4 separate regions of the Mus musculus genome follow, and all the other regions are linked to region 1. A link is a contact called in public Hi-C and HiChIP or PLAC-seq data. All regions are on one chromosome and are shown on one strand. The core of a region is the stretch at or near the end of the contact, and the rest is flanking DNA. Distances in the headings are between cores, read along the strand shown.

What was found. A called contact is a pair of places that touch in the nucleus more often than the background predicts. HiChIP or PLAC-seq counts read pairs in DNA pulled down with a chosen protein or histone mark.
Region 2: a contact with region 1 is called in a Hi-C map of adipose-derived mesenchymal stem cells, with 3 times the contacts expected there. The contact joins the enhancer-like site here to the promoter of Btg3 in region 1. A contact is called at or near these places in 7 of 39 promoter capture datasets (the C10 cell line, the HPC-7 cell line, embryonic stem cells and 2 more), 11 of 484 Hi-C or Micro-C datasets (B cells, the MNK3 cell line, Th2 cells and 7 more), 5 of 115 datasets of contacts at active chromatin or transcription factors (bone marrow-derived macrophages, embryonic stem cells, large pre-B cells and 2 more) and 2 of 9 other capture datasets (adipose tissue and liver).
Region 3: a contact with region 1 is called in a Hi-C map of natural killer cells, with 6 times the contacts expected there. The contact joins the enhancer-like site here to the promoter of Btg3 in region 1. A contact is called at or near these places in 17 of 39 promoter capture datasets (the 3T3-L1 cell line, the C10 cell line, the HPC-7 cell line and 10 more), 4 of 15 datasets of contacts at CTCF or cohesin (CD8 T cells, large pre-B cells, pro-B cells and 1 more), 36 of 484 Hi-C or Micro-C datasets (CD4 T cells, CD8 T cells, DN3 thymocytes and 26 more), 29 of 115 datasets of contacts at active chromatin or transcription factors (CD8 T cells, DN3 thymocytes, bone marrow-derived macrophages and 20 more) and 5 of 9 other capture datasets (adipose tissue, embryonic stem cells, liver and 2 more).
Region 4: a contact with region 1 is called in an H3K4me3 HiChIP or PLAC-seq map of bone marrow-derived macrophages, with 3 times the contacts expected there. The contact joins the enhancer-like site here to the promoter of Btg3 in region 1. A contact is called at or near these places in 8 of 39 promoter capture datasets (the C10 cell line, cranial neural crest, embryonic stem cells and 4 more), 24 of 484 Hi-C or Micro-C datasets (CD4 T cells, CD8 T cells, DN3 thymocytes and 19 more), 14 of 115 datasets of contacts at active chromatin or transcription factors (bone marrow-derived macrophages, embryonic hindbrain, embryonic limb bud and 8 more) and 3 of 9 other capture datasets (adipose tissue, liver and macrophages).

The regions. Positions count from the first base shown.
Region 1 is chr16:78,374,412-78,379,687 of GRCm38.p6, forward strand. It overlaps Btg3 (BTG anti-proliferation factor 3), which reads right to left and starts at 2,399. Exons shown (of 5, transcript NM_009770.3): 1 at 2,190-2,399.
Region 2 is chr16:78,617,037-78,622,312 of GRCm38.p6, forward strand. No RefSeq gene overlaps it. Among named protein-coding and RNA genes, the nearest start is that of Gm24861, 5.1 kb to the right of the region's middle. Within about 2 kb of position 2,560, at least 65 of the 459 cell types and tissues checked have an H3K27ac peak or open chromatin away from gene starts, as enhancers often do. A contact at or near this core is called in the MNK3 cell line, Th2 cells, adipose-derived mesenchymal stem cells and 2 more, where this site is marked.
Region 3 is chr16:78,196,113-78,201,388 of GRCm38.p6, forward strand. No RefSeq gene overlaps it. Among named protein-coding and RNA genes, the nearest start is that of Gm31613, 24 kb to the right of the region's middle. Within about 2 kb of position 2,744, at least 56 of the 459 cell types and tissues checked have an H3K27ac peak or open chromatin away from gene starts, as enhancers often do. A contact at or near this core is called in CD8 T cells, DN3 thymocytes, Th1 cells and 11 more, where this site is marked.
Region 4 is chr16:78,214,941-78,220,216 of GRCm38.p6, forward strand. No RefSeq gene overlaps it. Among named protein-coding and RNA genes, the nearest start is that of Gm31613, 5.0 kb to the right of the region's middle. Within about 2 kb of position 2,216, at least 101 of the 459 cell types and tissues checked have an H3K27ac peak or open chromatin away from gene starts, as enhancers often do. A contact at or near this core is called in Th1 cells, Th2 cells, adipose tissue and 8 more, where this site is marked.

The DNA.
Region 1 (5,276 bases), core at 1,149-3,648:
ACTAAAATTTCCGCCATATATACAACTGTCCAGAGCAGGGGAGTCTATACAGGCAGAAAATAGACTGGGTGGCCTACAGGCAGGAGGAGCAGAGGAGCAGGAGACAAGAGTCTAGGGAGTCCAAGGTTCTTTTTCTGCTGAGATAAAACTATTACTCTTGAATAAAATTGTTACACATTGAAAGTTTTTCAGCATTGAAGCTTTTTATACATATTCTTTCAGGTATAGGTATATTTTCCTAAAGAGCTAAAACAAGAAATAGTGAGCATTAAAGTGCATTAAGCAGAGCATCAATTCAGGATCACTCACAGAAAAATTAAATGAAATAATCAGTTACATTCTGGAGCTGCATCAAAGGACTCTTAAAAATAGAAAATCTGATTGATCATTGATTAATCCAGAAAGGCTGATCAGGCGTTCTTTTGAATATGTGTGTGTGTGTATATATGTATGCTTTGAGATGAGCTCATTCACTTGGCTGAATGGAACTTGGAGATATTCTGATCCAACATTTACTAAGTAACGTCATCTTTCTGGGCGCCAATGTCGGGCCCTAATGTATTGACTATACAGTGAACTAGCTTAACAACAGTCTGGCAGTCTGGTCTTATAAATTAAAAAAAAAAAAAAAAAGATGAAAGAGAAAAAAGAAACACCGGTTTTTAAAGATTTACTAAAACTGCTCTCTTAAGTTTCTTGTCTAATGTGATTTTTACTCTGCGTGCAAATGCAAACGAGGGTCCTCAGAGTGAAGGAAATTCTATATAGTATCTGAGATTTGTCCTGGCAGCCCTACTCACTCGGATCCTAGACGGAAAACACCCAAACGTTCCTCTTGGATGCTTAGAATGCCTAATACACCCTCTACTGCTATGGTCAGCCGGTAGATAGAATCCTCACACACCAGTGGTGGGCACATAGAACTTCAGTCTACTACAACTGCTGTGCCACCTCCCTCCTCCTGCAGTGTGAGGCCTCTTCCGCTCTCCGAAGCTTCCTTTATACTTCATGTATAGCACCTTGTGATGGACCAGCAAAACCCACTGAAACTGAATACACAACTTGGGCGAGGATGTCGCAGATGGAGCCGCATACGCTCCACTCCAAACAAGATAGAAGACTCACACTAGAGAAATGTAATGATTCCTAGACCCCTCTCATTCACCAACTGGGCCAGTACGTGCTACCTAACAGTTTGGGGGATTTGCTTTTTGTTTCCTCAACTTCATATTAAAAAAAATAAATAAATAAAATAAAATTAAGGAAGGAAAGAACCACTTAGCGGTTGCTTTTTGGTTTGTAACAGAAGATGAGTCATACGGACTTATTTATTTTTCTGTTTGAAGGAATGGAATAGCTTAAGAATTAACCCCCTCTTATCAGTGTTCCAGAAGTACCAAAGGCACAGAGAAAGGTCTAAACCTCGGGGGAGGGTGTGTGGGGGGTGTGAATACCACCGGGGACCGGGGGTGGGGGATTAGACCTTAGGCGCCTAGTGCCACCCACACTGTCCCCCAAAGCTCCCATTTTAAACACCGCTTGGTGACGTCACCCCAGGACGTCGTCACCGCGGCGGCTGCTCCTCAAGTTCTACTTTGTTCCACGAGCTCGGCCTTCTAGGAGTTTCTAACTTTGCAGTCTCCCCACCCCCCACCCCCCCCAACCCCTCCCCAGTAACGAAAAAGCCACTCGCAGTTTCTAGAAACCACAACTTCTCCAGGTGGACGCTGCCGAGGTGGAGGGGACGGCAAGCGTGGTCGCGCCGAGAGGCCCTGACCGCCCCGGGCGGCTTTGGCCAGCGGGATCCAGATGCAGCCGGATCGGGCTCCCCTCCCAGCCCGGCGCGGGTGGAGAGAGCCCCCCACGCGCTCCGAGTGGACGGCCTGCGCGCCGCGTCTAACCTGTGCAAACAAACCGGCTTGCCCCTGCCCGCCCGCTGTCGCCTCCCCGGGGGCGGCAGGCGACGTGGCACGCGCCGGAGGAGGCGTCCCAACCCCACCGAGGACCCGCCGCCGCTCCCCTCCGCGCCGCGCATCCCTCGGCCGCTCCGCTTTCGACGTGGCGGCGGGCGCGTCCCAACCTCCCTCCGCCGCGATGCCCGGGGGTCCCCGCCGCGTCCCCTTATGCCAGGCCTGCCCTCCTCACTGCCACCGCGTCCCCGACTCCGACCCCCGGCGGGCTCTCCTCACCGCCGCCGCCGCCGCTCCGGGGGCTGCACCCTCGCCGGGTGCGACCGCGTCCCGTGGCCGGGGAGCCGAGCGCGAGCGCCGCTGCTGCGTCGTCGGGCCGCCGCCGCCGCCGCTGAGCGCGCGCCGACCAGACTGGCGGGCGGCGGAGCGCGCGGCCGACAGGGCGAACGCAGTCCCGACGCGGCCCACGGGGGGCTCGAGGCCCGGAAGAAGGGAGGGGCGATGACTAGGAGAGGCCCGGCGCCGCGAAGAACCAATCCGCGCGCCCTGGGGGCGGGGCTTCCCTCGGGCCCGCCCCCCTCCACCGGTGCGCGTGGCCGGCTCCTGCCTCCGGCCGCGCGCAGAGCCTGGGCTCCGACGGCCGTGCTGGCACGAGGTCGCAGTGCCTCCTGCGCGAGCCCCGAGGGCCTTGCCTCCCTCAGTGGGGTGGGCAGGACGCTTCCTCTTGGCTCTTCGGCCACTCCTCCCCACGCGGGGCTCTCTCCCTTGGATCCGCCCGCCTCTCTGCTGCCTGAGGGCAAGTTCAATCCGGATTCTGCTTTGATGGGCTCTCCCCCTCCTACCCACCTCTGCACGAAGCGGCTGCGGAGGGGAGCTTGGCACTGAGGGCTTGCCAAGTCCCTCCGGTCGTGAGGTCACTAGCTGCCTCCCTGTACGTGAGATGGCTTGGGTAAAACTCTTACCTGGACACTTGGCTGGCAGAGCTCGTGCCTCCATGTGACCGTGGCAGCCTCCTGTTGAGTACGGGGTGTCTCTGCCAGCACTGATGGCCCAATGGATGAGTGGAGTGGCCAGGCTTTGTATTTCTCAGATACTTCTAACTCAAGGACTTGGGGGGGAGGGGTAGCTTTTAAGCCTTGACTAAACACATAAGAAGAGGGAAGATAAACTTTCCGAAGAAAGGCCCATCTTTCCGTCCCTTAGGCTGAACTGGCAGCTAGGTGTTAGTGTTGTGAAAGCAGCTGATAAGTCAGACAGGCCGGAAAAACACAAGACACTCATTAAAAGAGAATTTAAAAATGCAGATTACCATTGTTTTTTTTTTCATTACTTATTTTCTTCATTTACATTTCCAATGCTACCCCATAAGTCCCCCAAACCCTCCCTCCCCCCACTCCCACTTCTTGGCCCTGGTGTTCCCCTGTACAGAGGCATATAAAGTTTGCAAGACTCTTTCTCTTTCCAGTGATGGCCGACTAGGTCATCTTCTGCTACATATGCAGCTAGAGACCAGCTGAGGGGTGGGGGGTGGGGGGCTCCTGGTTAGTTCATATTGTTCCACCTATAGGGTTGCAGATCCCTTTAGCTCCTTGGGTACTTTCTCTAGCTCCTCCATTGGGAGCCCTGTGATCCATCCAATAGCTGACTGTGAGCCTCCACTTCTGTGTTTGCTAGGCCGGGGCATAGCCTCGCAAGAGACAGCTATATCAGGGTCCTTTCAGCAACATCTTCCTAGTGTATGCAATGGTGTCTGCGTTTGGAGGCTGATTATGGGATGGATCCCCGGGTATGGCAGTCTCTAGATGGTCCATCCTTTCGTCTCAGCTCCAAACTTTGTCTCTGTAACTCCTTCCATGGGTGTTTTGGTCCCAATTCTAAGAAAGAGCAAAGTGTCCACACTTTCGTCTTCGTTCTTCTTGAGTTTCATGTGTTTTGCAAATTGTATCTTGTATCTTGGGTATTCTAAGTTTCTGGGCTAATATCCACTTATCAGTGAGTACATATCATGTGAGTTCTTTTGTGATTGGGTTACCTCACTCAGGATGATGCCCTCCAGGTCCATCCATTTGCCTAGGAATTTCATAAATTCATTCCAAGAACTAATTGTTAAAGCTTTATTTAGACTATGTTGGTGATTATAGCCTTGTGAGCCTCAAAAATAATAATTTTTTACCAGAAGTATAAAACCCTCAAACCATTATAAAACTAGTGTGCTATGCCTCTATTTTGTGAGAAGCACTTCTACTATTGTGAAACTAAAGCTATTTCTCAATTTAAAGGGGGTGCTGTCATATACATCCGTGGGACTATTCCCGGAGATGTGCTTTCGTTTAAAACAAATAATCACATTGACGTTGTTTTACTGCTAACAGCTCTTAACTCTACAGTTTCACAAAATAGGTAGTTACAAACATTTTTAACTGCCAGGAAATTTCAAAATCTCATGACTAATGTTCTATGTAATTTTTTTCTTTGTTTGCTTTTTTTGAGATAGGGTTTCTCTGTGTAGCCCTGGCTGTGCTGGAATTCACTCTGTAGATCAGTCTGGCTTCGAAACTCATTGAGATCTGCCTGCCTCTGCTTCTCAATGCTGGGATTAAAAGCGTGTGCTGCCACCACACTGTGATGGCTCAGTGAATTAAGATGGCTCGCATGCCCAGTTAGGATCCCTGTGATAATAATTAATCATTATTAATCTATGGTTATATATAACACTGTGGTTCAGACAACAGTACCATAGCTAAAAAAACTAAACCAAAGGTGAAAACCCCTGAAATCTCACACATTCAGTAAGACTGCACAAATCTGAAACACCTCTGCCCTCTCTCATTTACTTTGCTCCCACATTGTAACTCCTTTCACGCTTTGCAAAACTTGTCCATGGAGGCTGTCAAGATGGCTCCGTGGTTAAGAGCAATTTTCCCTTTCTGACAGGAGAGGTAGTTCTTTGGCTTCTTCAACAGGACTCACCTATTTTCCAATTCATGACAGAGTCTGAGTTCTCTCAGTGAGTTTAGCCTACAGGTACATATCATGCATGCATACATACATATAAAGAAAGAGGGGAGAGAGGAGCTTTAAGAATTGGTGTGAGTGGTTATGGCACATGGAAATCTCAAGATCTATAAGGCCATCATCATTCTGGAAGTCATCAATAATTGAAATTAGCATTTGAGTCTGAAATTTATATCTAAGATTTCTATTTTAAGGCCTTAAGGCACATTTTTATTTATTTTTTTATTAATTATTTTATTTGCATTTCACCTGTTGTCCCCCTTCCCATTCTTCCCTCCTCAAACCCCTTCCCTATTCTCCCTCCTCTTTGCCTCTAAGAGGGTGCTCCCCTGCCCACCCATCCACTCCTGG
Region 2 (5,276 bases), core at 1,310-3,809, 240 kb after region 1:
TTTTCCCCCAAAAAGCAACCAGTGAAAACACTGTTGAGATAATAGAAAACATAACCAATTTAAGCTTCCAGTTAAAGAGAGTGCTACATAATAACCTTTGAGCAAGAAGTATAGTAAGATTTAGAACGTAGTAACGAGTCACGCTGGTCTAGAAAAGTGGCAGTAGTAGAGTCCTCTCTAAGGTCCATAACCTTTCTAGCTCCACGAAGCCAACTAGGTTTTTGGCCCCAGGAATGCTTTCCCTCCTGTCGCCCTAGCACTAATAATCAAAGCAAAAGAGGCTATCAACTCGGAAGTGGGTGGGAGCGGTCAGAGGAACGGGACTGGGAGGGGCTGGAAGAGAGTGGGGCAAAGTGACATGATTCTGCTTCAATTAAAAACATTAAAAACTACAACCAACTAAACAACCAAACAGAAATCAGCTGCAACGGGTCCCTGCACCTTGCCTGGGCAGCGCAACAGGGCTGCTCCTGGTCTAGGGGCGTTGGTGAACCAGTCCTGAGGGCGAGAGTACAGGAGGGCTGGTCTGCCACTCAATTGTCTGTTGTGAGGTAGAGTTGAGGGCGGGGGTGTGGGGGGGTGATGCCCTCCTTCTCTTGCTTCCTACAGTATCCTGGAGAGCTGGTCCTGGGGTGGGTGGGTGGGGTCCCCTCCCATCCACTTCAGGGTTGATAGTCTCTTTTGCTTTGATTATTATTGCTAAGGCGACAGGAGGAAAAGCATTCCTGGGCCGAAAACCTAGTTGGCTTAGTGGAACTAGAGCAAGAGAGCTACCCCTGTTCCCTCTTTGGCTGCATCACTCCAGAGAGCAGGCCTTGAACTTTGCCTGGGCAACACAGTGGAGCTGGCCCTGATGGCAAAGGCACAGGTGAAAACAGCCCCAAGCGAAAGAGCTGTCCAAGCCCTTCACAAGCTGCATCACTTGGAGGGGTGGACCCCCGTGCCTTGACTGGGCAACACAGTGGAACTGGTTTGGGAGATATGGGTGCGGGGGTGATGGTAGGGGTAGGAGCTGGCCCTGAGGGTAAGATAGCAGGAGAGCTGCCCTGCCTCCTACTGATTGTGGCATTGGGTGGCCTAGCCCTAGCAGTACTGGAGAGCTCACCCTGGTGCAGGTATGGGAGAGCTGCCAGCTCAGTTACCACCCAGGCCCAGATGCAGGGTTCCGAATTATCCTGCCCCCACATCTATTACTGTCTGTGAATGGTTGGGATGAAGGGGCCAGTGCTGCTGTTTCGAAGACGCAGGATCTCCATGACTCGGGATAGCTGGGAGGAGTCCTGGTGAGGATCCAATATTGATGGTGTCACAGAAGTCACACAAGCCAGAGATCTTGAATCAGACCCATGACTCATTCCAATGAACATAAACATTTGCAAGTGAAGATGTCTGGACAGAGGGATATACAGCGGGGCGCACGCTGACATACTACAGCTTCCATGATGAGCTGTTTCCTATGCTTTTGGTTTTTGGTTGGTTGTTGTGTTTTATTTGTGGTGGAGATTGCAAGGGTGAAGGGCAGATATGAGGGGATCGGGAAATAAGTGGGACTGGGGTGCATGGTGAGAAACTCACAAAGAATCAATAAAAAGTTAAAAAAAACATTAAGTAGAATTATAAATGTATAAAATGACGGCTCTTAAAAGCACACATTAATCTCAATTGAACACATTGCAAGTGTGTGAACATACATTTAATAGAGAAGACAATGAACTAAAATAGTTGATTACCAGCCTCAAGTGCCTCCTTATAAATTTTTAGAAACAAAAAGCTGCTCTAGACCTTGAAATTGGATGGAGTAAAAAGATTTTCTTTCTTTCTTTCTTTCTTTCTTTCTTTCTTTCTTTCTTTCTTTTCTTTTTTTTTCATTTTAGTAACAAATATTTGCAGCCATCTGGTCTCTATTTTCTAGACTGAGGACAAAAAACAATTTCACAAATTTATCTTTGAAATGCCACTTCTTAATATTCGTGGCTGAATAGTACTTTTTCTTATTACATTGAATACACTTAAATTTGCTGTCAAATAGAATTATAACATATTCACAATATTTTATTTTTATAGACATAGTGTTTGAAGATTAGATTATTTTGTTACTCTAAAATAAGAGAAAAGCGAATTATGTTAACTCTTCAGTGACCATAACTCACCATCTGTGAACAATGATCAGTTTACATCAGGATGAACTCTTATTCAGCTTCTGAAACCCAATATAGTTTCCGTTTTCAAGAAACAAATTCTTAACTTCTTACTAGTCCTTTACTGTGTAACAGTTTTCTCTGAATTGGAACATTCCCTGCAGGAAGGAAGGAAGGAGAGCCCCCACCCCGCCCCAGGGCTCATGAAGCTTAGACTACACAGATTTGACAAACCTGAAATGTATGAGAGATAAGAGAGGGCCCTTCCCTAAGATTACGCTAGCCAACTACAGCTGGAGGAGGAGACTCTGCCCCGCTGGGCCAGAGAGGGATTCCTGAACTTGACTACAGATAATTCAGAGTTCCTGGGTTGCTGCTTCTGTGAGTCATCACCTACGTTGGGCGGGGCTTTGATGATGTGACACAGCCTGGTTCTGAGTCATCACTGCTTCTGTAGTAACCCTTCAGGTATGGCCCTGTTAGCCCAGTAAGTCACTGCTTCAGCAAGAGGGACTTTGGTGCAAATGTTACTTTGTTTTTTGTTGTTTCCGTTTTGGGGTTGAGTAGACCAGTGTATAGTGTCTCAGGAGACATCTTATACAATACCTTTACCAACCACATTGAACCTATACCTATTTCTATTTATTGTTTATATATATGATGAAATCAAGGAAGTTTTGAACTGTATTTCACTTCTGTATTTTGAAGCTAAGTTCACACAATAATACCAATCTTCACAGAGCACGCCAGTGTTCTTGTTTGCTGTGACTGGAAGCCTAGCTCTATGAACTCCAGTTCTGTTGCTGCAGAGAGTATGTACGTATCGGGGACAGACAAAAGGTTACAGATCACTCAGCCTCTTCTGGCTTCATGACACTTTCTTTACACATCCTTTAGCTATAGTGACTTGTCTTTATGATAAGAACAGGACAGAAACTGGTCAAGACGGGAAAGGACCCTGTATTGGTCCCGGTTCTCCAGAGGGACAGAAATGATAAAATTAGTCTTTCCCTCCATAAAGAATGGAAACATATTAGAGTGACTTACAGGCTGTGGTCCAGCTAATCCAACAGTGGCTGTCTCCCAGTGGATGTCCAGCAACCTAGTAGTTGTTCTGTTCACAGGGCTGGGTACTTCAGTTGCTCTTCAGTAGATGTCAGAATCCTGAAGAAAGAGGCTCTAATGTCAGTGAAGGAAGGGACTGGCCAGAGTGATGAGGGCAAGCAGGCAAAGAGCAAAAGCTTTCTTCTATGTTCTCTATACAAGCCACAACCGGAAGGTGTGGCCCAGTTTAAAGATGTATCATCCATCCCTCCTCAAAAGATTTGAATAAAAGTAGGTCTGCCACTGTAGGTGATTTAATTACAATTAAATTGCAATCGCAAGAAAACTCTTCCACAGTTGTACCCGATGGCTTGGGTTTTTAGTTATTTCCAGATGGAGTCAAGTTGACAATCAGGAACAGCCACCGCAGGCCCCACAGCTGGAGTTCCTGGAATGACCTTGCTGGAGATCAGGGACTACAGAGAGCAGTTCTGGCTCCTGTCTGCCATCGTCACCTAAGGGGATCTTCTGCCTGGAGGCCATAGTGACTAAGTGACTGAAACAGAGAGGGTGCACTTAGACAATTCATGGTTGAGCAACTGGACTGACCAAATCTTTCCTCATCTCAAGTCTTATCTGACATTCTTCCAGAAGTCCTGAGAGAGAGAGAGAGAGAGAGAGAGAGAGAGAGAGAGCCAGACCCACAGTTTCATGCCTCATCATACTCTTTTTCCTAGGAAATCCTCTTGCTATACAGAGCCAGAATCGAATCACATCTCTCACCTCTCCCTCTCTGCTACATCCACTCTAGCAGTGACAGTCGTGACAGGCCCCCCAAACCTGGGCGCTGTCCTGAGGAGAAAAGTTCACGGAAACTTAGTCTCCTGAAACTGTGGCATCCGGTATAACGAATGCTCCAGTGTCCTTGCTTTAGTGGTAAATAGACCTGTGTGCTTTCTCTTAATATTGCTTTATTATAGGTGCTCCTAAGGATTGATTTTTTTTTGACATATAGCTAAGTTACACTCTAGGCAGTCTTTGATCCGACCCTGGGCATGGATAGCTAAGTCACTGCCCTACACAGAAATTTACCATTATCTAGGAAGAAGGAAGTTTGTGACCTAAGGAGGAACCTTAGTAATAAATAAATCTTAAAAAAAGGAAATCTTTCAATGATGGATTTAAAGTACCCCAATTTGTCATTTGTAGAATCATAGACTTTTTATATTGCTTATTATCATATTATGTTGTTATTTTATTATATGATATATTATAAATATTATATGTATCATTAGTTATTCTTATTTCTAACTTAATGTTTAACCTGTTATTAGACTTACCACTGGCAGTTGTTATTTAATTCATTAAAAATAAATGTAGGGGCTGATGATGTAGCTCAGTGGAAGGGTACATGTTTAGCATGTATTGGGTCTTGAGTTCAATAGTCATCACTTTTAATGTGCAGGAAAGTTAGAGGGACATAGGCAGACAAGGAAGGCGAAAGCAGACTCTTTGAGATAGTCGCTTCTTGTGCTAGGGAAATTTGTGAGGTGAACTGGTGGGAAGACATAGGGGTGTGGCTAAACAACACCATTGGGAAGATGGAGAGGACCCAGGGGCCCTATAAAGACCCAAACCAGCTTTCCTTTAGAGTGTTTCCAGCTTTCAACCTTTCTCATTCCCAAGGGACAAAGCTGTTACTTTCCCTCTCTCCAAGGCTTGGTCTTCTGTCTTTTCTGGACATTCAAATTGCCATTCATCCTTTTCCAGATGTTCAGTTCTTTGTCCATGCCAGGGAACAGGCTTGGTGAACCCCCAGATGGCCATCCACACCCCCATTACACTTTCCTTAGTAATCTGGATGACAAAAGGAGAGGCTCTGTTATGGCAATCTTAATTACTTTTATCAACCATTAGATCACAATCACACACTACAAATGTCTGTATCTATGTATCTCTATGTGGATGGGGGCTACAGAATGGATACAAATGGGTAAAGAGGTTGCAGCAGAGTTGTAACAAGTTTTAGAAGTGAACTGATACAAATACAAGTGGAGTCTGTGTCAGAAATATAATAAACCTGAATAGGCTACA
Region 3 (5,276 bases), core at 1,494-3,993, 180 kb before region 1:
TGGGTAATAGAGAGAGGCAGGCATCCCCAGGTCAGCCAGGATTAACCAGTTCTGGGTTAAGTGAGAGACTCTGGCTCAAAAAAAGTGAACAGTGATCAAGGAAGCTACCTGAGGTGAACTTTGGGCCTTCACAAGCATGAAGATACTTGTGCACCCACGCGCAGGATGATGCTTTCACGCACATGTGCAGACACATTCTTCCCACTCTTGGCATCCTGTATTTGTCTCCTGATATACATAGGAGAAACAAGTGCGACTGGGGCCAGAAACGCAAATCCATCCTCATTTCAGCATGTGCTGGCATCTAGAAATTTATAGAGCTAAACTACTATTCAAAACGGACTCTGGTTCTAGAATTCCACGCTGTCTATAAGGCTCTATACACTACACTTACTCATCAGAATGAAAACTAATTGTTTTGAGTGAACAATGAAGGCGAGATAAGTTTGCAGTTTTAGAATCGCGCTTTCCTTACCTCCATTGTCTACTGACTCTACTCACCCTTTTCTATGTGAAGAGCCTGAATTATTAGTCCATGGAGAGAGGAAGCAGTTTTGAACACCAGGTGAGCAAACCCTTGAAAAAATCTTCCTGGCTAGAAGGAAAGAAGGAAGGAAGGAAGGAAGGAAGGAAGGAAGGAAGGAAGGAAGGAAGGAAGGAAGGAAGGAAGGAAGGAAGGAGAGAGAGTGGGTGAGGGAAAGAGAAAGTGAGGGTTGGAGCGAGAGAGGGAGAGAGAAAAAGAGAAGACTGTGACGCATTGTGTTGGTGTCCCCATCCTCAGAGACAATACAGAGAAGTCTCTCAGTCTTGCAGTGCAAACAGTAATTAGCAGATTCACAAAGCCTGATTATTATCCTTTTTGTTGCAGCATTTTCTGTTTAGTCCAAACAACAGTTTACTAAAGCCTTTGCTTATCCAGACTAGGGGATGTCAGGACAGCCACAGGCTTTAGCAATCCCCTCACCGGCTTCGCTTGCATCCTCTGCCTGCCCCGGTGGCCCCGGAAGTGGAGGAAGGACTCTGCCCATCCCACACTGCTCCTGGTCTGCATCCCACACCTGCCTCAGAGTCATGACTGCTTATCTCTCTAATTCCTTGCCTGCCTCTTCTCACACCAACAAGGGGTCTTGGATTAAAGCACAAAGTGTTTTGTTTTCTTTTGTTTTGTTTTATTGTTTTGTTTTGGAAGACGCTGTACTTCGATTTATAACATGAAGGGTCCCTTGTGCTGCGATTCAGTTATTTCTTGCGTCATTCTTATGTGACCTGCTTTGAAAAAAAAAAAAAAAAAAAAAAAAAAAAAAAAAAAAAAAAAAACTCCACACATTGTGTTTCCCTAATGCCTTGACCTGAAAAGGGTTTTTCTTCTATAAAACAAGACTATCCAATGTTGCTGAATTAGCTTTTAGAAAACACTGAGTTATTGTGTCCAGCAAACTACAAATCCAGAGCCATCGGTAAGTTTACTTAAAGAATGACAGATCCCATTTAAATACTGTCTCAAAAAAGTTTATAAGCCTTCTCTTGCAGTTGGACGGTTACTTCAACAACGGCCACCAGGGGGTGCTTTGCGTCTTCTATTTTCAATAAACAGCCTGCTGTAGTTAACGGCACCGCACATACAGAGTGACTTAGAACACCTATAACCTGTCCTTTCCACTCTTTGTGTAGGCAAATTAACATGTTCTCATTTTTTATATTAGCCCTCATGTATCTTAAATCAATAAGGGGAAAAAAACTCCCTTCCTGTTTAATTAATACTCACCTATTTATACTCAAATAATCACTTTCTTGGAAATTTTAATTCTGAATGGAACTTTTTTTCTGTTTTCATATTCCCACTGACATGAGAAATGCATGTGTCAAGTATTAAAAGTAATAAATTTTTCAAATCCAAAACAGTCATTCTATATGCCTAAAAGCTTTTAAAGTAAAGCCATGTTTAGTATGCTTACATATGGTTCCCAAACTTTGTACAGGACACACTTATTACACAGCGCACTGTCTTGGACTCTCACACCATAGTCCTGCTTGATTCCCAAGCACCCAAAGTTCTATTTGCTAAGAACTCTTACTTTGAATAATGTAAAGTGTATTTAAGTTCAGACCATCCAATACCTCTTTATATACATAAATGGGGAAATAATTTATCTTTCATTATATCTTACTGGCTCTGTTAATTCTACTTACAAATTGTATTATATGACAGTGTTTGTATGGGATCTGGAAGGATTTCAGCTGAATAGCTTGGATCTCTGATGTGGGTACAGTTACGATTGACTGAGGACATAGATAAGATTTCCCGGAGACTGAGGCAGGCTTCGAAAGATAACTCAGTCCCATGGTGCCTCAGCTCCCTACTTGATGTATGGTTAGATTGGATCACTTTCTCACCACGTGGACTTCTCTAGAAAAGGACTTGCAGGTCCTTAGTTGTAACAGCTCCCAGAGATGAAAGAAAATGGCTCTATGGCTTTCTAGGACTTACCCTTGAAAGTAGCGGCCCCACCCCCACTCCCCAACACTTCTGTCAGATTACATTCCTAAAGTGCTGGTCAGTTGGTTAAGCCCACACCCAAGGAAATGGTTAGACTCTATTTCTAAAGGAAAGATTGTCAAAGAACAGTTGATCGTTTAAAAACCATCACAGTACCAGTCAGGCACCTGTCAAACATCAGAATGAGATTAGCACCGCTGTCATCATTTCCTGACTCTCGGATGTTTTCGTGTGGGCTCTGCTTTCGACCACAACAACCACTGAAAACTTCGCCTCACAGATGTATGTCTTCGGAGAACCCAATGAGGTGCAATTTGCAACCTCCCCTGAACGCGCAGTACCCGTGACGGCCAAGAGATGTCGCTGTTCTCTCTCAAAAAAAAGCCACGTTGCCCACTGAGCTCCCAAAATAACGCCTATGAAACTACTAAGCCATTTGGAAATTGACGTGATCGCCTTTTGCTCAAAGACAAAAAATGAAGGTTGAAAGTTAATGCAGCATTCTGAGGGGGCTACTGGGAATAGAAGGGTGGGGCGGGGCGGAAAGGAACGTAAAGACGATCAACACAAAGTGGGCTGTGAAAACACAGTAATCTGTTACTTGCGGGCTGAGTTTAATGCTACTAATAAGGATTATATTCTCATGAAATTTCGCAGTTACCTAAAATTCTGTTAGATTTTTCTTTTTTCTCTTCCAAAACTGAGAACCCTATGCCAAATCAGGCTTCCGGTTTTTGTAGTAATTTTAAGAACACTCAGTGGCAAATTAAAGTAGTGTTGAGACAGACAGACGTTGAGAGAGAGACAGAGCGAGAGAGCGAGTACCTTCAGCTGGTACTTATCACGAAGCCTGATCTGAATTCAATCCGGGGACACATGACAGGAAGAGAGACTCACACCCCACACCCCACACCCCACACCCCACACCCCATGCACACGAGCACACACAGGTGCGTGTACAGATGCACACATGGAGGCCAGAAGTTGATGGCCAGCGTCTTCCTTGATTGTTTTCCACCTTCTATAAGGAGGCAGAGTTTCTCACTTGAGCCCAGAGTTTGGTGACTGAAGTAATCTACCTAGCTAGCCAGCTTGCTCATTGACACACAAACACCCATGCAGAAGTAAATCAATCAATAAATTAAAAAAATGTAAGAAAGAAATGCGTAGATGATGGATGGGTAGATGGATGGATGGATGGATGGATGGATGGATGGATGGATGGAGAGAGATATAATAGATAGATAGTAGATAGTTGATTAGGAAAATTATAAATGAGGAGGCTGTTTCTATCTGTGGAAACAGAGGAGCCTTCTACCCCTGTCTGCTTTACTTCCTTTTCCTCCAGGGTATCAATATCAACTCTACGCTAGCCTCAAATCCAGAATCTTTCTGCTTCCAAAGTGCTGAGCCCAGCATCAATGTCAACCCCAAAACAGCTGAATATGGAGGAAAAGCCATTCAAGGAGGGGGAAAAAAATAAATCAGTTTAAAACTTTAGCTTTAAAAATTCAGGTGTGAGACTCTGAGTTTGGCCCCTGACTGTGCAAAAAGCTCAAAAGATAAAAATGAAAAGAATCACCAACCAACAAAATTGTGCCTCACTTAATCTTTTTCATAACTTCTCTTTTTCTTTTCTAGCATAAGGCGTTTTAGTGCGGGCTTCGAGCCTCCACCAAATGATCACATGGCCGTTACTTCCTTACTCAGAGAAAGTTAATCTTTAGTAAGAAGGGCAAATATTTGCGGCAGATAAAATGAAACACGTTTCTTTTTGTACTTGCCTGGAACTAATTTCAGTAAGAAAAATTATTTTAAGTTATAAGCTCACAAACACGAAAGGAACAGAGGAAGTGGTTAAAGATTACTGTCCACAAAATACCAAAACAATACCAAATTCTTGGTACTGTGAAAATAATAAGAAGCCAGTGGTAAAGTGACTCAGATGTCGGCATTCTGTGCTCTCCTAACAGCTTGGAACAGACAAACCCAACTAGAAACATATGCACTCACGTCACAGAAGATATGAGGGAGGGGCCAGATTCGTGTCACCAGAGAATGTGGGGGCTCCAAACAAACTGGGTCACTTTACTAAAACCTTCATTAGTAGGCTTTCTGTCCCTCCCCATAATCCACACTGGCAGGTAGCTTCATGTACAGAAGAAAGCGTGGGCTTCCTGCTGATTCTAGACGTAGATGTTCAATGAGTCTACATGCAAAAGAGCAAGCTCTCTAGCACCCTGAGGACACTGATGGCTTCTGCCCTGTCATGTGACACTATAGAGACGACTGGGAAGCTCCAGTGTGTGTGCGCGCGCGTGTGTGTATGTGTGTGTGTGTGTGTGTGTGTACACATGTGTGTACATATGTGTGTGTGTGTGTGTGTGTGTGTGTGTGTGCATGACAAAGACACCAGGGGTCACGTGACACTATAGAGACGACTGGGAAGCTCCAGTGTGTGTGTGTGTGTGTGTGTGTGTATACACATGTGTGTGTACATATATGTGTGTGTGTGTATGTGTGTGTGTGTATATATATATATATATGACAAAGACACCAGGGATCATGTGACACTATAGAGACGACTGGGAAGCTCCAGTGTGTGTGTGTGTGTGTGTGTGTGTGTGTGTACACATGTGTGTGTACATATATATGTGTGTGTGTGTGTGCATGACAAAGACACCAGGGATCACGTGACAAATGTCTCCAGCATATATAGAGATAGATATGTACCTTTTTTCTCGTGTGCCCAGTCATAATCCTGACATGGTACTAACTG
Region 4 (5,276 bases), core at 966-3,465, 160 kb before region 1:
CTGGGGCTGGAGCTGTTGGAAGAGATCCCTGATGTCCCAGAAGAAAAGCAGGCGCCACGTGATGGAAAAATGGGGGAAGCAATTGTTGGTAGGATCAAAAGGACCTTTGGAAGCATGGAGTTACAAAGACCCAATCGTGGGAATCAAGAAGGCCTTTGGAATGTGGACAGTGAGGCTGGTATGGTTAGCTGTGCCTGCTTCTGAACTTCTCAAGGTCCTGGGAGATCGTTATATGTGGGAGGTGCCAGTCATTTTTAAGCAGGATCGTGAAAGCCTTATATTTATATTGCTACTGGCTGTTCTGCCTGTCCATTTATATTACCACCTGTCCACTGTCTCTGCCTGCCACAAAAGTTTGTAAGGACTTCGAATTCCTACCACTTTCCACTCTCTTGTCTTGTGGTACCCAAGGGTGGAACCCGAGGCCACGGACATGCTAGGCAACCACTCTACAACCAACTATGATCTTAGCCCTTGGAACTTCAAACTTGTAGACTTGAGCACAACACTTGGTTTCTGTTTCCAAGGGGTGGGGCAAAGAGGTTAATTCTGTTGCAAAAAGACATTTAGGATGTATGGCTAAGAGAGAATCTGTGTCGTCTTAGAAGAAACAATTAAAGATGTCCTCGAGACTGAGCAAAAAATCGGTAACATTGTTGCAGTTTTATAAGACAAAATGAAATATGCTCTTATGGCTCTTAGCTCTATTTGAGGTCCAGGGGTTCTATCCTTTGCAAGGTGGGAACTGACTAGTGTATTCATCAGTATCAAAGGAAACTTGACTCCTTAAAAGAAAGGCAAAACTTTATTTACTAGAAACAGGAAGATTTGGTTGATACTCATTCATCACCTATGGTATTAAGAGCAGGAGCCCGGGACACTTTGTAGTCACAAATGAATGTAACTGGGGAAGTTACAGAGCCCTGATATTCACTCTTACTTTCTCTTATTGAGACATAAGGGTATAATATGTGCCGAGGTGGTTTCAGCTTAAGAGCTGGACATGGCTCATCTAAAGTAAGAGCTATGTGTGTATATTGTCTGTTTGTTTGTTGGCTTGCTTGCTTATTTATTTATTTTACCAGTGATTAGAGCATTGTTCAATCATTACTCAATGGCTGTGAGATACAAGGAAAGGTTTCTTGGGGACATTTTGGGGAATTCTCCTTTTGAAAGTGCTAGATTTGAAGCCACTCTATGTCTTGTGACATATGAACAGAGAACAAAGTTCTGGCCCCTCTGCGAAGTTGTCTTAAGATTCCAAAGTCAAGTTAATTCGAAGCCCCGGGCTGGGTTATAAAGGCAAAAACAACTAAGATCTGGTGTAATAACACAATTCAGTGTTGAGTCTGTCTCACTCCAGGCATTCACCTGACTTCTAGACGCCCCGTTGTGATAATAAAAACATCTCTTTAACACACACTGGTTATTTTGTGATATGTGTGTGTGTGTCACACAAGCCTCCTTTTTGACTCATTCTATGTCACTCTCTACAATTCCTCCCATATCCTCTTGATCCCAAGATCAGTGTTTTCTATTCACATAGGAAATTGACATATACCGTACACAGTGTCTTCTATTCAAATTCTACCATTCACCAGGGTGGTCAGAAAACCATACTTGACATGCTTATGTCAGATTCAGTGAAGTCTATCCCGAAAGAAAGAAAGAAAGAAAGAAAGAAAGAAAGAAAGAAAGAAAGAAAGAAAGAAAGAAAGAAAGAAAGAAAGAAAGGAAGGAAGAAAGATTGATTAATTTATGTGAGTACTCTGTAGCTGTCTTCAGACACTCCAGAAGAGGGAGTCAGATCTCATTACAGATGGTTGTGAGCCACCGAGTGATTGAGGGGATTTGAACTCAGAAGCTGCAGAAGAGCAGCCAGTGCTCTTAAGAGCTGAGCCACCTCTCCAGCTCCAGTGAAGTCTATCCTAAAGACCTTTAAATTTGCTCATACCACTCACTTCCAAATCACTCTCCCATAAACCCCACCTCTCCATTTTCCTAACCACCAAGTCCTATCCCGACACATCTGCCAAGTGTTAACTCCCTTCCTGAGGGAAGCTGGTTGCATCGCTTCTCGTGCCTTGCTCTTGGGTTCCTTTCTGGTTTCACATTAGTTCAGTTACTTCCCATTTTCTTTCTTTCCTGAACTTGAAAGAGGTCGTGCTTTGCCCTCTTATAACCCCGCCTGTGCTCAAAGCAGACCCTTCCTCTTCCTCTGCCCTTCTACTCTCTCAGTTTCTAGCTTTGTGCAGTCGGTACAGCAGGGAGGGGTTTGCTGGAGGAAACGCACGTAAGTAATTAAACAGAGTCTGATAAGCTTGCTTGCAGCTCATTTGGACTTAAGTGCTTAGCTCTCTCTCTCTCTCCCTCTCCCTCTCCCTCTCTCTCTCCCTCTCCCTCTCCCTCTCTCTCTCTCTCTCTCTCTCTCTCTCTCTCTCTCTCTCCCTCTCTCTCTCTCTGTGTGTGTGTGTGTGTGTGTGTGTGTGTGTGTGTGTGTGTGTGTGTGTGTGTACATGCCCAGACACACACGTGAAAGTCAGAGGACAATCTTCTCGGGTCTGAACTCAGGCTATTAGACTTGGTGTCGAGTGCTTTTACACACTGAGCAATCTCAATGGACTTTCCCATCTCTCTCAATTTTTTGCATTTTGCTTCTGTGTCAGAGAAGCATAGCACAGAAATACCTTTCCCCTTCTCCCCCTGATCTTAATGATCTTGTTAAATTTTTTTTTTTTTTTGCCAGCCCTCATGCTTTAACCAGTGAACAGTCATATCTTCGTGCACATCTACAGCCATAGCTTCCTCTGTTCTGTTCTCATGGAGGCTGGCATCATTTCAGTCAGTCTTGGCGCACTCGGTGGCAGCCATTTCTTGAGCTATGTCTAATCAAAACAGGGAAGCACTCACGCTCAGAGCGGGCAGCAGGGGAAGTGGCTAAGCTATGGAAGGGTTAGCTTTCAGCTGGCTTTCCTTTTCCTCTTAACTCCCTGTGACTGACTTTTCACTAGAGCTTCCTGGTGTGCAGAGCAGAGCCCCCAAAGGGGACTTTCTGCCTGGAAAGGGTAAGTCGTGTGTCACAAAACTGCCTTTGTGGTGATCAGGAGCACAAGGGAATCTCGTTAAAGGGTATTGAAAGTTTCTGGAGCTTGCAGGAAAAAAATTCTACTTTTGGGAGTCAGTGAGAGACTGAAGGAGAAATTCTAGCAAAAGGATCAGAATCAGAGCAGCTGCAGAGGATTGGTGGGGTGCCAGCACCTGGACAACTGGCTGGGGGGAGGGAGGGTCACTATAGACACTATAGTACCCACATACTGTGTGCATCCCCCCAAACACACACACACAATTTTTAAAAGTTCCTGATTAACCTGGCCTGGCTTTAACTCTAAAAGGGAAATGATATAGTTTTCATTATAACACGGGCAATCATGCTTAAAATAGCGGCACCCACTGCCTCTGAAAATGATTCCAAGAAAAATGATAATTAGCAGGATAAGCAAGCAACTGACCACTTACTTTAAAATATAGCATACCTCTGATCTAATTTCCAACTGATAACTACCATTTCTTTCACCAGATCTCGTGTGTGTGTGTGTGTGTGTGTGTGTTAAAGAAAGGGAATCCAAGGTTGAAGTGTGAACATTCTTTCTATTAAGCCACAGAATAGCCTTGACTGAAAAGATACCATGTGGTCTGCAGTAATGGTATGCACACGCTTCTTTTTTTTTTTCCATTTTTATTAGATATTTAGCTCATTTACATTTCCAATGCTATACCAAAAGTCCCCCATACCCACCCACCCCCACTTCCCTACCCATCCACTCCCCCTTTTTGGCCCTGGCGTTCCCCTGTACTGGGGCATATAAAGTTTGCGTGTCCAATGGGCCTCTCTTTCCAGTGATGGCCGACTAGGCCATCTTTTGATACATATGCAGCTAGAGTCAAGAGCTCCGGGGTATTGGTTAGTTCATAATGTTGTTCCACCTATAGGGTTGCAGATCCCTTTAGCTCCTTGGCTACTTTCTCTAGTTCCTCCATTGGGAGCCCTGTGATCCATCCATTAGCTGACTGTGAACATCCACTTCTGTGTTTGCTAGGCCCCGGCCTAGTCTCACAAGAGACAGCTATATCTGGGTCCTTTCAATAAAATCTTGCTAGTGTATGCAATGGTGTCAGCGTTTGGATGCTGATTATGGGGTGGATCCCTGGATATGCACACGCTTCTAATGCCAGCACTCTGTGAGCTCAAGGCCAGCCTGGTCTACAAAGTGAGTTCCTGAATAGCCATGGATATGCAGAGAAACCCTGTCTCATGAAAACAAAATCAAACCAAACCAAAAAGATTTCACACGCATAAATAAAGAGGCACCAAGACACCAGCACTTGAGCTACCATCCCAGCTCCCTAACGTACTTCTTTAAAGAGAATATGTATTTATTTTTATTTGAAATATATGAACATTTCCTGCCTTTACAGATACCCAAGACATGTGTGCCTGGTTACCAAATCTGACTGTAATTACAGACAGTGACGAGCATTTATGTAGGTTGGAAACAAACCCAGGTCCTCGGTAAGAGCAGCGTGTTCACTTAACCACTGAGCCTTTTCTCCAGCTCCCTAGTATACTCTCAAAAGGAGTTTCTGGAGCCAGCAAATGGCTCTGCGGGTAAAGGTACTTGCCACCCAGCCTGATGGCCTGAGTTCAATCCTATATAGTAGAAGGAGAGATCGAATCCCACATGTTGTCCATGCCATGTACTGGTGCACCATGATGCTTATATATACACTTGCAAGTACATATACACAAGTGCACACTAACTTAAATATAATAAAATAAATGTAAGGAAAAGACAACACAGTCTATATAATTTTGGCATGGTAAACACACTGAGAGCACACAGCATTGCAGAGATAATTCCCTGGTGAACATGACTGCCTACCGTACCCCCTTCTGTGTCGAGCAAGGGCGTGGGAGCCCCAGGGAGGATTGTTGAAACTACTTATTTGCTTCACATGCTATCATTATCATTACATCACTGGGGGCTTGGGTAGACATTTGTTTAGCTCTGTTACAGTCTGGCAAGTTCATGTTCAAAATCTTTAATTAGAAGCCACATTTCTCTAGCCTGTTCTGACGCTAGAGCAAAAGTTACACACTCACACTTGTTGAGATTTCTCCCTTTTCTCTCAGTTGTCACAGTTATCAATGACCAAAGACAAAGCCAGCTCTCTTGGTCTTCAATGTAGGAAATACTGTTCCACACCATTTCATAATA